2 separate regions of the Bombyx mori genome follow, and region 1 is linked to region 2. A link is a contact called in public Hi-C data. All regions are on one chromosome and are shown on one strand. The core of a region is the stretch at or near the end of the contact, and the rest is flanking DNA. Distances in the headings are between cores, read along the strand shown. Region 1 overlaps LOC101744766 (zinc transporter ZIP11). Region 2 overlaps LOC119629108 (a long non-coding RNA gene).

Region 1 (2,800 bases), core at 81-2,580, 130 kb before region 2:
TCTCGAGTTTTAGCGAGACTAACGAACAGCAATTCATTTTTATATATTATATAGATAAAGTTGCTCAGGGCATACGTGTTACCGTTTTGTTGAGTGCATCATTCTGCTGTCAAAATATTATACAAGTCGTCTTTCATTAGTAATTCTACAGAACTAATCCCCTGTGAATGCACAATTATGCATTAATCGTACAGGAAAAAAAAAAAACAAAAAACCAAATCGCGAATGTGTAAACTCGTTCAACACAAAACAAGTGACAAATTTCGATAGTCTAGCTATTTAATGATTTCATTCGAATGTATTTTAATTACCGAATATATTATTGACTAATTAACGAAACAACGTAACTGATAACCGTTTTACGTGATCGCTACACCACTACTTCGCATCGTGATTAGGACGCATATGTCTAAATCAAGTGATTACGCTTTACGCCAAGATAGAGTTAGCAATATAGCAATATAGCAAGATAGGATTAACGATATATCATTGCAGCAACCGAAACCTCGTCCCAGTGCCTCGAGGTGTGCGGATACCCTTATTGCGACGAGTCTATGAACAACTGTAACCGTTTAACTGAAGCGAGCTAAAAAGAAAATACGTATCAGCACGTCATGCCACACAAACCTGCACACATAAAGTATATTAAAATATTTTTTTCTCTTCTTGTCCTTATCCCGTCTGTTGATAATGTTCCGTCTGTTTAATGGTAGGCAGCGGCTTGGCTCTGCCCCTGGCATTGCTGACGTCCATGAGCGACGGTGACCACTTACCACCAGGTGGGCCGTATGCTCGTCTGCCTACAAAGGCAATAAAAAAATGATATCGGGGCAACATGAAATTTTATTTGACTCACAGCGTTATGAATCGGTAATGGGAATCGATAGCTAGACTAGAAACTTAAGGATTACTAGTGATAATATTGAATGAAGTGAAATTCGTAACACTATCTTTTTTAGACCGTCTTCAATAACACCGTCGAATAGACTAGATAATTAATCATGTACAATATTCTAATTAATTGGTAGCCTATGTTTCTGTCATTCCCAGAGAAATCAACAGTCTGTAATCGTTTGTAATTAAAACGCAAGCATTGTAGAAAAGTATAAATTAATGTCGTTATGTATACGAAATTGAAATCAATCAATTCACTTCAGTAATATTGTTGAGAGTTTCCTTTAGCTGTTTAGCACGTCTTTCCCAATAATTGTCGTGTAAACGTTGCTTAATATGCAATTTTAATCAAAGTGGAGCAGCCTTCGCGTAAGCTGTCGCGACGGCGGGCAATATACGATGCAAGAGGCTGCTGTAGCCTCCCAAGCGGAGCCCCGCTGTCTGGCAGCCGGTGCCCCTGTCCCCCACCGGCCAGCCACACTCCCCCCTCCCGTCTCCAACTGCGTTACCAAGCGCAACCACCTCGTATTGCCAATTCATCTACCACCGCACATACAAATGTAGGCAAAGAGGGACCGTTAGCTATTTGGTATACCCGTAAATGCGGTAACCAGAGGGACTTGTTTTGTGCCAAACGCGCGAAAAACGGTATTCCGAGCCAACGATTTTAATAATCAATCAATTTGTAAATAGAAGACACGTTTCGATTATCTGTAGCGTTTTATTAATTTTTTAACTAAAATTCTAAATGTACCTATGTGTGAATAAACGCACATACATACACAAACATACTTGCGCATGTAAGTTACGCTATAGTCACTACGAATGTCTGGCCTGTATTTTTTTGTAATAGCACTCGGAGGTATAAGAACAAGTCATTTTACATGTAATGTATTACAACCTTGGTACAACATTGGAATTATTTTGAGTTTTTATCGCTTTCTTAATGTAATGAGATGTTTGAGATTCACGCCATAGGGAGCCTCAGAAATTCAATGGTATTCTCATACAATCATGAAGCGAAACCATTTCCAAACCAAAGAATAATGAAACGGTAAGCAATCTTTTAACAATAGACTTTCAATTATATCTAAAAATAGTACACTAGCTTCTTGTTTAAACTAAATCTATTGTTCGATAAAATGTTACGCTGAACATTTGTATGATATGGATTCCTTCACTGTTTATTAAGATATTAAAAGACAGATTTCTTTTAAAATTGCAACAATTGCATAGGTAATGCAATCTCTATTCTGTGCAGAACAAAAAATATTCTTATTATGTACAAAAATAGTTTGCTATATAAATGCACATTAGATGCATTTTAATAATTCTGTTTTTCCATAATACTGAATTTATATTTAACGTGACTTTGATACCATTTGAAAAAAGCCTCAATGCATTTCACTCCTAGCTCGATGCGCAATCATCATCAGATAATGCTCGTTTTTAATGACGAACAGGAAACTTATGGATTTTTTTCTTATTACTATTACGCGTTTCATCCTTAAATATTTACCGAGGCGGTCGATTGCGCATGTAAGTGCGACAAGGATCTAATTGAACAAGTGTAGAGATGGCTGAGCGGCCTCGGCCTACAGAGTATGGGTCCGATTGCGTCAACGGCCGAGTCGAGGTTGTGCAAGTGGTCGATGGAAATTCCGGTGTTACGGTACTAACGACTGCTAATACGAAATTCGAGTCCTGTGCGTGAGTGCCGCAGCGCAGTGCGAGGCTGCGGCATGAATGGCGCTGCTTGCGGTATGTGGGTCACGGTGTCGTCAATGGGCCGCCGGCAGGGCCCCGCGTGGCTGCCTCTTGTGCCCCCATCGTCGAGCCGAGAAAGTTGCCGGCCACTTTCGCGACCGTCTCTCCGACGAACATAACGATTTACACTCTAACCGCT
Region 2 (2,817 bases), core at 257-2,756:
GGTAGGCGCCACTGAGGCCTTGACCCCTTTACGGGCGGCGGCGGCGGCGGCGGCGGCGGCTCGCACACAATGAACTATTCGGTAACATCGAACCTACCGTCGTCCGTCGCCGCCTCCCTGCACTCTCGCAACTGGGACACGTCGCACTAATCGCTCTCATCACTCTGTAAGCACTCAAACACGTCATATTTCGAATGACAGCAAACATTTAATCGGCCTACTTCATTTTCGTTTCGCTTTTTTCGAATCACGCATATCTGATCGCTCGTAGACAATGTAAAAATTCGGAAACGCCTATACTATATATACGATGCAGTTTATCTTTAAAATCGAACAATACAAGAGTAAGTTTGTACAGATAATGAAAACAATAGTGGCGGTAAGTCGGTCACGATGGCTGGTAATTAGACACAAATGTGCGAGACGCGGCGCTAACAGAATTTGGGGGGCGGTGCGGGTCGCGGCCTCGCTCGCTTGAATAATACATGTCGCGGCTCGGCGCCACCGCCGCCGCACCGCGCCGCGTCTGCGAACAGTGTGCTTAGTGCGAGGTTTTTAACGTTCTCGATAGCGTAAAAGTTAACTCAAATCTGCAGGCATATGCAGTTAGAACAACGCCCCTAGCCCAAACGTTGGTAAACGTTCCAACTCCATACAAATTTGAGTTAACTTTTACGCTATCGAGAACGTTAAAAAACTCGCACTAAGCATACAGGGCACCCTGCGCGTCCTCGCCCGCACCACTAACACACAGCACCTTTATCTGTTACCTTTTGGCCCTTATCACAGAACGCATGCCTGCATTTATTTTAGCTCATGCATACGTCTATTCAAAATCTTGAAATCACAATTAAAGACCTATCCTATTATTAGTGGGTTTAAGTTAGAAAATGGGACAACATTACTGCTTGCCTTTAAAGAAATTCAAGATCGGTTGAATCACTCACTAGCGTCAGGTGAAATTTTACGATCGAACTTTTACTAACATAATGCATTCTTCGTCTCTAAAAATTACGAAACTTGCACTAATTGTAACAAAATAAAGAGCATGCTCAATGTAAATTCTTACAAACGACACCGAGTCCGGTTATTTGATCGCCGGCATTCGTATTTTGTGTAAATAAAATTCATACGCAATATCGTCGAGAATGTGAAATGTCTGCAACATATTATGCATGTGTTGTGAAAGTATTATGTTTGTGCACATTTTTCTTTATGGATAAAGATAATATTGCAAACGTCTCGTTTATTAATGTTTGTGTTCTGCGTCTGTTGCTTTATTGTTGCGCAACGTTTCGCGTCGGGTTCTCTCGATTCTGAAGTCGACAAGCGATTCGATGCGTATAGCGGAAGAACAGAGCGGGGCGGGCGGGTAACGGAATTCTCATCGAAAGTATTTTAATGAAGTTGAGATTTAATCTGCGCGTTTGTACGTGTGCGTCTGCGTGTCCGTGTGTGTGTGTTTTAATGATCTCGATTTCGTAGCGGTGCCGTAGCGGGCTCGTAGCGCATTGCACCGGACTGCAACGCCGACCACGACCGAGCGCACATTCGACATCACCGAAACATGTCATATTTACATCGAATGCGCGGTCGTGATAAACAGTTTAAAAATGTAAATCGTTCGACTTAATTAGGGTTTATTAAAATGCGAGACGCGCCGCTTAACGCACGTAGGGGCTATTAGCTCTGAACAAGTCTTGTCGTCGCCGCTCCGGACCATACGCGACACATATTAAACCGTCGCCATTCGCGACACTTCCCGGTGTAAAGGCATACGATTAACGATTAAGGACGCCTTGTTGGTTCAGTTGTTGGTGACGTTCTTAGCCCAGGACCCGATTCCGATTGCCGATCGGAGTCTGTATACTGTCGGAATACTGTGGGTACAATAAGACAATATATTCGCTTATGATACTTATTTGGTACTCGATGTCGGAGTGTTTGTTTTCGCGTCCCTTACGTGTTTCCGGGAACCATACCGGTTTGGGATGTCAGAAGTTCCAAAAAGTGTTGATATATTTCGCTAATATCGATTTTGATATTTTCAATAAAAATATCGATGCAACAGTGCGGAAGAGAATATTGGCCCTCTAAAAATTGGATGTATACTTTAAAGATTAGACTAATCTATCTCAATCTTTTAGCATAACTAAATAAAAATAACAATCAACAAGACATTCATTTCAATAAATCATAGATTAATTATTTGAAATAATGTACAGTGGGAAAGAACATAAATATTAGTTTGTTCTGAAAAAATATCGATTATTTTTCGATACTTGAAATTTTGAAATTGATAAGTCAAGAAAAAACATACCTACCTACTAGAAAATCCTAGTTTGGGATCATCGAATGTAAAATCATTTTTAGTGTTTCAAATTAGCGGGCAACGTCTTCAAATTGTGCTATTATGATGTTTGAATAAAGACGACCCAAATATGTGTTTTGCCAGAACGAGTTGAATATTTATTAAGGCGCGCAAGTAATAATTGAATACACAAGGTGTAATTAGTTTCAGAAGGTTCGAGCTGCGTGCGCACCTGCTGTATTTCGGTAATTGCTCTGAAGATTTTATCGCGGCTTCGTTATTAATTACGAGTTACGAAGGCGCGCATTTATTGACCCTATCTCCGGTGGGCCCTTGCCCTTTCTTCACCGACTAATTCGTTAATAAGCGAGGTGTGCTTCTCTGGAACGGACCGCGACTTAACTACGGTCCCCCCTTCACTTTCCGAACAGATCTCGCACAAGATACGTCCGTTTCCCGATTATCATCGTTCGTAATGTACGTTCGGAAATAAGTTGATGACGTCA

What was found. A called contact is a pair of places that touch in the nucleus more often than the background predicts.
Region 1: a Hi-C map of posterior silk gland shows a contact between it and region 2, with 2.5 times the contacts expected there. The contact joins two enhancer-like sites. A contact is called at or near these places in 3 of 7 Hi-C or Micro-C datasets (posterior silk gland, an unstated tissue and whole pupa).

The regions. Positions count from the first base shown.
Region 1 is chr11:11,385,106-11,387,905 of ASM3026992v2, reverse strand. All of the region lies in intron 4 of LOC101744766 (zinc transporter ZIP11), which reads left to right. Among protein-coding and RNA genes, the nearest start is that of LOC101744766, 26 kb to the left of the region's middle. Within about 2 kb of position 1,330, at least 6 of the 8 cell types and tissues checked have open chromatin away from gene starts, as enhancers often do.
Region 2 is chr11:11,258,745-11,261,561 of ASM3026992v2, reverse strand. All of the region lies in intron 2 of LOC119629108 (a long non-coding RNA gene), which reads left to right. Among protein-coding and RNA genes, the nearest start is that of bantam, 5.4 kb to the right of the region's middle. Within about 2 kb of position 1,506, at least 6 of the 8 cell types and tissues checked have open chromatin away from gene starts, as enhancers often do.